Linked DNA regions of Oryzias latipes: region 1 is linked to region 2. Evidence: chromatin contacts called from public Hi-C data. All regions are on one chromosome and are shown on one strand. Each heading gives the region's core, a stretch centred on a gene start, on an enhancer-like site or on the middle of the called end of the contact. The rest is flanking DNA. Distances are from core to core; before and after follow the strand shown. Region 1 holds the start of LOC101168299 (phosphatidylinositol 3,4,5-trisphosphate 5-phosphatase 2B). Region 2 has its middle 9.7 kb from the start of sox2.

Region 1 (4,778 bases), core at 1,118-3,617, 34 kb after region 2:
ATGCAATACATCCAACAGACATTATTTCTAATATGAACACCCACATCCTCATGCATAGCAAAGACGCACACCCTTCACTCCATGTGTGGGTTGAGCAGGAATCTCTGAGACATAAAAACAATTTTTCCACTGTGCAGCTGAGCTCAAGCTGAAAGCATGCAGCCACATGGCAAAAATGCCATTCAAACAACAAAGTAACTACAACTGAGACTTGTACAGAGAAGAAAAACAAAACAAGCCTATGTTCACAGAACAGTCAAATACTTCATCTTTAGATTCCCTTTTGATTGCCTGGGTGGTCTGCCAAGGTCAGGACTTGCTCAGATTCATTCAGTTCACTCATGTTTTTCTCAGGCTTTTCAGGCAGAGAATAAATCTGGCAGAAAACACTCACCTGAACGGCCAGGAGACCATCCGCATCGGGAAGAATACGGTAGGTGTGAACGTGACACTGGAACCTTTGGGAACCAAAAATATCTGTTATGGTCTACGTCCGTGATGGGAAAGACAGCAAAGGTTTCCTAAATTAATGAGCAAAGGTTTGTAAAATTAGAAAAATTCAGGGTTCTGAAGAAAATTATGAGGGAAATAAAAAACACCTGTTTTTTTAAAGATATTTGTGTTACTTATTAGTGGTTTTAGTTGTTTCATTAAGGTCATAAGACACTTGGATCACCACCTCCATCCCTGTCAGATATAGAGACACTGTAGCTCCTGTTCAGCACATGATGATGAAGCACTGCAAGCACAACACTTAAGACATTTAAAAAAAAAGCAAAAAGAGAATGATGCACTGAGAAAAGAATGAAAGGAAAGAGGCAGCACAGGGAAGGAGCCAGGCTCAGCCTTCAGGAATGTATCTGGCTTGGGCCGACGAGCCATCAGCTTAGTGCGGTTGCTGGATCTGCTGCCCGAATTCAGGGGCCCCGGGGAAAAATGAGGGGCAAACGGGGAAACAGAGTCATAAATGAAAGTCTGATGGGATTTTAGTAATGAAACTGACTTTTCTTGACAAAGCTGCAGGGGGAAAAAATAAACTTCTTCACAAATGGTGTTACAGGTGACACAAATGTCACTTGAGCCTGAAAATCAAGTTACAGTTTAAGGACATCCTCTTAAATTGAATTGAACTCTTTCTCTTTTAAATGGCAGAATCTGTGTGTGAGCGTGTGTGTGTGTGTGTGTTACTTACAACAGGCATAATGCATAGGCTCCTGGCACAGACTCGCTGTCCCTTACTAGAAAGCTGCCATCCCGCCCTGCCCGGGCCAATAGCTCCTCTGCATGCACACGGCTGATGTCACGATGATACCATGGTGCCAAAGCCATGCTCAATGATGCATCGAGGTGTCTTTATAAGAATAATCCACATCAGGTGATGGTCTTCACGCAGCACGTCCAAATTTGCCAAGTCAGGTTTGCTGATGAGTTTTCTCTGAAGTCACTGAAGCCACTCAACTAATTAGCATCAAAGTGCATTGATCCTCTTGAGATAATAATTTACCCATGATCCTTTTTGCCAGTGTCTCAGAGAACGCTTCTTGGGTCACTGCTTTGCTTTTAGCCATCCGTTCTATGTCACTGAAAGAGGAAAACAACATCCATCGAATTCTTGGGTTGATCCAGTCCAGCACTCCCTGAAGTCCTCAGCAGAAGCTCCAGTCCACCATTTGGATGAAACCTTGTGTAAAGACGTTCATTTCCCCTCCTAGCTAGCAAGCTGTGGCGCATTAGTGCATGTGTGGCACAAATGACCACACACCACAAACAACAATGCAACTTAAAAGAGAAAGATGTTCAGGAAAACACAGCAGAAGTAGCTACGGTGAGCCACTGGCACCACCTCCACCTCAACCCCACATGCAAGCATGAGAGAAAGAGAAATCGAGGATGGCAAAACAGATAGAGTGAGTCGCACACACACAGGACCCTTTCACGCACACCGCAAAGGCAGAAACACTCCAGATGGAACTCAGTCAGCACTAAACCAGACAGGCATGCAACAGAAACCAGACTAATTCAAATGATTCCCCAGCTCTCTTGCCATATAAGGGAAAAGGAACACCCTCCAGTGGGTTTAGCTGATGACAGCAGATGTCTTTGTTTCTTCCAAGTCCAGATTCCATCTACAGCATGTCTAGATGGACGTGAGCTCCAGGAGTTTTAACTTTCTCTCAGCGTGTCCTGTCAGAGGACGTGCACTGCAGTGGTCTCCAGCGGTTCTTTGCTGTGCTGTCAGAGCAGAGGGAGGGATTGAAGAGGCAGAGGACAACTCGTCAGAGTGCGGGGCAGACAGAGGAAGTGACTCCACATTCCAGATGGCGGACATAGCCAGAAGGATTCTTGTGAGGGGCTCAACTACACCACCAGTGTGTGAAACAGCACACTACTTCCTTTTTCTCGCTCTTTTCCTGCCTTACTTTCTCCTGCCTCTGCTGCTTTCCTGCCTCCTTCCTAAACCAACAAGCAGCGCTCTCTGCTTTTCACTCACACAACATGTTCTGCCTTCCCTCATTTTTTCAATATTTTCATCTTTGAACTCTTGTTGGCAGATTTACCACAAATATTTCTCAATCACGCCCCTCTGCTCTTGATCACTCCTTCCTTCTCAGCAGACCGCAGTCTCCATATGGTTATGATCACGTCAGACGTTCTTATTTTTGGTGTCTTAGCACATTGCCCACTACTCAGCCCTCATCAGCTCCTCCCACTCCATTAGCTGGAGCATTAAACTTTGTGGGAAGCTGTTTGGTCCCACATTTAATGTTTTGCCGCTGACAACTCAGCACAATCATGCTCAACACCAACCACAACTCCCATAAAACAAATAGACACAATTTGATGATGCATCGTCTTCATTATCCATCCTGAAACACTTTTGCTGCTTGTTGCTATCATATCTAACTGAAAACTAAAACAGAGGTTAAACCTACAACACTTACTTTTTTTAATTTAGCTATATTAAATTGTTAAGTAGAAAAAACTAAAGTGAGATTGATGGAAACCCAGTCATTTATTTGACCATCTGTGGAGGAATCAACAGGATTTACTAAAATTATTAAATGGTTTTAAATTGATTTTCCTTTGGGGAGAATTAGGTTTAGAAATACAGACATTGCTCCCAAGTCAATTTCAACTAAAAGTCATCATCAATGACTTTAAAATTTGTTTACTTCAAGTCAAAAGCACCTTAAAAAAACCATTAACTGTCACTGGAAAGTTTCAGTTTGCAACAAAGTTATTAAAGACCCTCTCCAAAAAACATTGCGGTGTTGGTGTTTTAACATGCTCTCATAGCATTTTTCTCATGATGGAGAATATATATATATATATATATATATATATATATTTATAAATTCATATTAAAATAGCATTTCTGAGTATTTCTTTATGTAAATCGTTGTGAATTAGGAGTGTTGTGTTATTTATATTGAGGGAAACAAATAAGCCGTATGCTTGTTAGGGCGCTTTATTCGAACATTCCTTGGACAGTCTTCAACATGTGTCTCTCAGTCTAGCCACGCTTCCCGCTGCCCTGACACATCCGTGACGTCATATCATCGCGACCCTGTAGTTCTTTAACGGATTTCTATTTAAACAATGGCATAACACCACAAGGAGCAGACACAAAGCATGAAAAATCTTGTCGTTGGAGTGCATCAATACAAATGAGTTTAGAAACAATATAATGAAAAAACATGAAGACATTTGATAAATTATGTGACATCTGCTGGAATTCTGTTTTTAAATAGATGTTTTAAACAATGTAACAATAGTAGCAAAAATACATTAGAGTATCTATTAGAGTCATAGGTTGTGACATACATTTTCTAATTTTAAATAAAAATAACTTTTCAGTTTCATATAATTGTGATTTTAAATGTGTTACTGATAATTGTGAAGGTTTAAATAAACAAATCCTTTCAAAATACTAGAAACACAAAATGTCATTGATCGAACCTTATGGACATTTATTTGTATCCTAACATTTCTTTTCAGTTGTTGAGAAAGACCTAATGAAATATTGTCTAATGTCTAAATTTTATGTCAAAATATTTATTTTTCGAATGTCAGAGCATGATGCAATGCAATGCATCAAACCCGCTTATTGTTTATTTTCCACAAAGCAAGCCACATTAAGTAAGCTTAATTGTCAGAGGAATGACAGCACTATCATATTTTCCAGTCAAATACTTTATAGAGGAAGAACTTTATCAAATGAATTTCCATATTTGATTGAGGTTTTCTGAGCATTCCTTTGTTTTAAAGGCAGCATTTCAGTCAGAGTGAGATCCGGAGCATGTGTGAGTCATTCCAGATGTAACCTGTCATTTTCTTTAAGGACAGAAAAATGCATTGTCGTGGAAACCTGTCCAAACAAGCAACACAGTCATAAACTTTGACATGTGAAATGCTATCTGAGGCCAGTGGAAACCTGGAATACACAGCGTTATTTTGTTACTGTAAGAAGTATTGTGTGGTTTGACCTTGATAGCTTGGAAGGAAGAAAACATCCATTGATGGAATACTCTGTTCATTCAGTATGGTTAGGGGGAAAGCTTATGATTAAGGCACATATTGCTGCCCTAAGTTTGTCCTGGCACTGCCCGCACAAACTTGTACGATGAGTACTAGTCATGATGGGTGTATCATTGTCTGCTTCTGTTCTCAACCTGAAGTGAACATCACCTTGGAAAAGAGTAGACTGAACTCATCAGACCACATGACCATAAAGCCCTTGTTTCCTGAATAACATCACTGAGAGGCTGTTTTTTTAA
Region 2 (4,682 bases), core at 1,195-3,694:
ATAAGATTTAGAGAAAATTAGCAAAAGAAAGTGGGAAAAATTCTATTTTTATCAATTCCAAAAAATGTCCACTGCATCGACATGTGATAAAATATGTGTATTGACTTAATCAATGAATATGTTTATATACAATCCAACCAGATCAATCTGTCTGAGGAAAGTTGTCAATCAAATCAACTCAGAACATTATAAAATTCTTTCAAAATGAAATAAATCAATTATAACTGAAATTGGAAAATACCATTTGAATTGAGGCGTGGTAGATTTATATTACTATAACACAACTATCACAGCGGACAACACACATGTGATGGCAGAAAAAAATGATCAGTCCATCATTCCAGTCCAATGTGTGGAAACACTTTGAATTTAAAGACATGTGACCATACAGTGTGCTAGAATGATCTGTTTGTATTATTTTGATGTGTAAAAAGAACAGTGGGCTGAACTTTAGGACACTAACATATAAATGAATTTGCCATTCATTCTTGTTTATTTGTTTTTTCACATGTATACTTTACACTTAATTATCTTGTAAGAAATAAGGGGAATATGGAAAACTTCACCTGCACTGTTCAGTACTCAGGTGTTTATCTCTGAGTCACACTGGTTGGATTTTGGCTAAATTGGTCATCAGATCGTTCAAAATGAACCAAAATCAAAAGTGAATTGTATTGTCAACCACAAATTATGATATGAGTAGAATTTATGTGACGAATCACTATACTCCAAGTATTTTGCAATAATATAATACTTCTACTCTCAGTTTCTATTAAAGGAACCATGGATTTTAAAGTGCTTCAATGTTGAAAAATAGTTGCTCAAAAGTATAGCTACACTGTAAAGACTGTGATGAAAACATTATCTTTCATTGTCTATTAGTCATTTATTAAACGCTGATTCAAACTCAAAGAAAGTCAAAAAGTTTCTGTTTTCAAAGAGTTTCCAGTTAGTGACCGCTTGTATCTATCCAGCAATTTTAACTTGCCTTTTTATTTTTCCAAAGTGTTTTAAAGAAAAAGAAGATCTTTAAAACAAAAACAATCACAAGTCTGACTTAATTCCCGGAAAGGACAGAAAACGACATCACTGGGCACAAGGGTGAACCAAGAAATTATTTCTGCAACCTAATCTCCTTCCTGGCGTCATCCAGGCCTGAAACCGGAGCGGCCCTTTCCCTCTCTCAAGTGCTGATCTGTATTTTTCATGGATAACTGTGTAAAAAGAGAAACAGGGCCGCTCTACTTAACTAAACTCATCTTTATACAGCACTTTCAATCAACAGCAGACGACACAAGGTGCTGAACACGAAAAGTAAAGAAAACAAACACCAAAACATGTTTTAGTCCTTTGACTCAGACAGAATTAGTATCAGAGTTTTTTTTGCACTAATCTGGCCACACCTCGGCTCTGAGGCAGAAGCCGGTGCTGGCGTAATATCACAGGTGTGTCAGACACAGACAGGCAGAGATTCTGGGGACCTGTGGCGTCTGTACTGGAAACCCACATGAGCACCACCCATCACACACTATTAGCTGCCATCAAAGCTCTAATTTTGCCCTAGCATTACACCCCACTCCCTGAAACCCCCTCCCTCCCCTGCTGGTATGGATGGTGCAGCCTGGTGGGAAAACGACATTCAATCCGCTGTCCGCCCCATTCAGGCCAAATTGGCAAATGACAGCTCTCCACCTCTCAGATTGCTGAAAGTGAAAGGTACCGAGCCTGATTCTCCAAGAGCTGCTGGGGAGGGCAGAGAGGGGAGGAAGGGTGAGAAACAGAGGAAAAGAGAGAAAAAGCAGGGCGAGGAGCAGACCAAGGTGGGTTAACAGCCTCCCTTGTCCTCCTCAGTGGTGATGGTGCTGGACAGAGAACACAGAGAAAAGACAGAGATGAATGGCTACTCAACAGATCAAAGGAACTTCACCACGACCAATGGGGAAAGTTGACCCGAGTCCACTGAATCGGCCACTTTACCACCCCGAGCCGCTCTGAGCGGCGGAAAACAGCATTTGGCCCTATGCAGGTCAACCGCAGCGAGAGGACAGAGTTTAACCTGGAGGATGAGGAGGGGTCCATGCTGACACAGAACCACACGTTTGATGTGTGGCCTCAGCCAGAAAACAACACAGAGCCACATGGAAGCAGAGCCCATGTCCAGAAAAATAACATCTTGTAGCAGCATTTTACTGTGACTCAAAAACACATATGACATATTATGTTAAGATGCTAACTGGCTGGCCAACTGAATGGCGCTCTTACTGCTAATTAAGTGCTAATGGCGGTTCCCCCTGCAGAGAATACTAATTAATGTCCCATTCTTCTGCAGCCTGAGCGCACACTCCAGCGCGGCCTAATGAGGGGAGGCAGGTACGCGTTCTCCCAGGCTGGGTTAATAAGCACAACACAGTGGGTCTGAGTAGAGAGGGCCATACCGGGGGGCCACTTCCTGTTCCCTAATCTTAACCGACCCCCCTCAGAACGCTCACAATGAGTCGTGGAGGTAATGAAAGCACAGGTCCTAGAAAAAAAGCCAGCATGTGTGTGTGTGTCTGTGTGTGGGTGGTTGGGTAGCTCCTTAAAAGTTGTACTCTAAAACTTCATTCTTCAGGGGTGAGTTTGGTAAAACTGAGCGGCTGTTTTCCTACTGGCTGAGTTTTCTCCGCTGCCAGAAAGTGCTGATGTCAATAAGAAAGCAACTTCTGTTTTATTAAGTTTGCAACCGACTGGGGAAGGATGTGCCGCTGCAAAATTACATTACCTGGATGCAGGGAATCAGATTCAAAGTGTCAAAGAATGAGCGGGTGTGCGAGTATGTGAGTGCGTGCGTGAGTGCAAACACCGACTGAGGGTGGTATTGGAATTACCTGAGTGAGATAATGGGGGTGCATTAGATTAACTTTCATTCCCTAAATGCAACACATTTAGGCAATCTTGTCCCCCAAAAACATGTCAGTGTCTGAATGGCCTCCCTCTCGCTATCAGGGGCCTCTGGTCCCCCACGCTGATGCAGCTGGCAAGGCGCTACCGTTGACTGTCAAAACGCAGCGCCAGATCTAGTTATAAAATAATTGAATTTTCATATCAGAGGGGACCAGAGTCCCAGCAGACAATAGGACTGCTGAGTCCTCTCTGATATTGGCTCAGGCCCTTTGCCATGCGCATGAAATCAGTATGTTAATGTTCCGGGGTTTTCTTTTTTTAAGGGCACTTGTGCTCTCGCAATGTACTACCGATGCGGTTTCAAAAAAAAAAAAAAAAATTGCAACTATTGATAAGTAGGCAGCCAGCAAACCCCTCAACCCCTCCTCTCTCCCAACAGGCCCACCCCAGCCCGCCAAGGCTGTAGACATTCTCGCAGCCCTATCCTCCCCCATTATTAAAATTGTAATTTATTTTTCTAAATCAGAATGACAGCTTGCTTTCTTTTCTCCGCAGCAGGCAGTGAATCACCGAGCTTTAATTAGTTTCGTAACTTCTCTGACCCTGCGAGCGCGCCTCTCTGCCGGAGAAAATGGAAGCGGCAACAAAAGCTCCTCTCAGCCCCGGTCGCCTCCGCTTCACTCAAATTTATCAAACTACAGATTTTGTGTGATCTTTCTTAACATTTCACCTCCAATCTTTCTTGCACTTCCTCAAAACACTTCCATTTAAAAACAGCACTGCACTTCCAAGTCTCCTGACCCACCTCTTCAAGAAACTCACGGGATAACCAAACAAGCTAGTTCCAACTCTTTCTCCCCGTGTTTCAGCTGCTTTTCTGTGTGGCTGCTTGAGTTGATTCAACAAAGTCGCAGCAGGTCAAAGCAGCCAGAGGTCAAACTATTATCAGTAGTCTGCCCATATCCAGGCCGCGGCCTTAGCTGCACAGCGACAGGCCGCACAGGGTTCAGAACACTCAATCGGATCACTTCATTGATCTTTGACCTGCTGATATCAGGGTCGAGCTGCAGTCTTAGGGCCGTCAGAGTCAATCATGCAGCAATCAAAGTTGTTATCCATGGCAATACAGGAGCGGCGGATTGACATGAAAGCACGAAAACTCTATACAGATTGTGGCTACAAGGCCAATGAAGAGGACGAGTAAAGTTGGACGAAGACTGAAGATGTTTCTGCTTTGTTCCCTCTGAGTTCAGAAAAGCCGCTTCCAGGCAGAAGGATCCCTGTTTGCTTTGCATGTGCCTGACTTATTAAAGTACCGTAGCTAATATGTTGTAATCCCCGTTATCGCACTCACCTTCTCACTGGCACACCTCTGTTTTGGGCTGTGCCACGGTGTGAACCAGGCCTGCGCCGCCACGGCTGGTCTTTTGCCGACTGATAATTGAATGAGCGATTATCCGTCCCATTAATAGACAATGATACAGAAGGTACTGCCATATGTACAGAATATTAATGAGTGGCTGCAGGGGCCTAGATAAGGGCAGAGCCATGCAGTTGCTGTAATAGGGGTTAAAACAATTTGCCCCCGACCACCCTATCCTTCCTCGCACGCATTTAAACACTGCTCCTGTGCTTCCCTCCTTTCTAATCCACATTCTCTCACTAACTAAGCAGGCTGCCACAGAAAAACCAGAACCCCTCCCTGGTCTGGACTTTACTCAGTGCTTACCTCACTGACACCAAGGACAACCGCTTCCTGTGTTAGCAGCCGAGCTGGGTCAGCAGGCTGTAAAGTCTCA

What was found. A called contact is a pair of places that touch in the nucleus more often than the background predicts.
Region 1: a Hi-C map of gastrula embryo shows a contact between it and region 2, with 2.0 times the contacts expected there. The contact joins the promoter of LOC101168299 here to the enhancer-like site in region 2. A contact is called at or near these places in 2 of 5 Hi-C or Micro-C datasets (embryo and gastrula embryo).

The regions. Positions count from the first base shown.
Region 1 is chr10:11,218,977-11,223,754 of ASM223467v1, forward strand. LOC101168299 (phosphatidylinositol 3,4,5-trisphosphate 5-phosphatase 2B) reads right to left here and starts at 2,368. Exons shown (of 27, transcript XM_004073200.4): 1 at 1,193-2,368; 2 at 395-458. The coding sequence starts at 1,329.
Region 2 is chr10:11,185,062-11,189,743 of ASM223467v1, forward strand. No RefSeq gene overlaps it. Among protein-coding and RNA genes, the nearest start is that of sox2, 9.7 kb to the left of the region's middle. Within about 2 kb of position 2,445, at least 1 of the 8 cell types and tissues checked has an H3K27ac peak or open chromatin away from gene starts, as enhancers often do. A contact at or near this core is called in gastrula embryo, where this site is marked.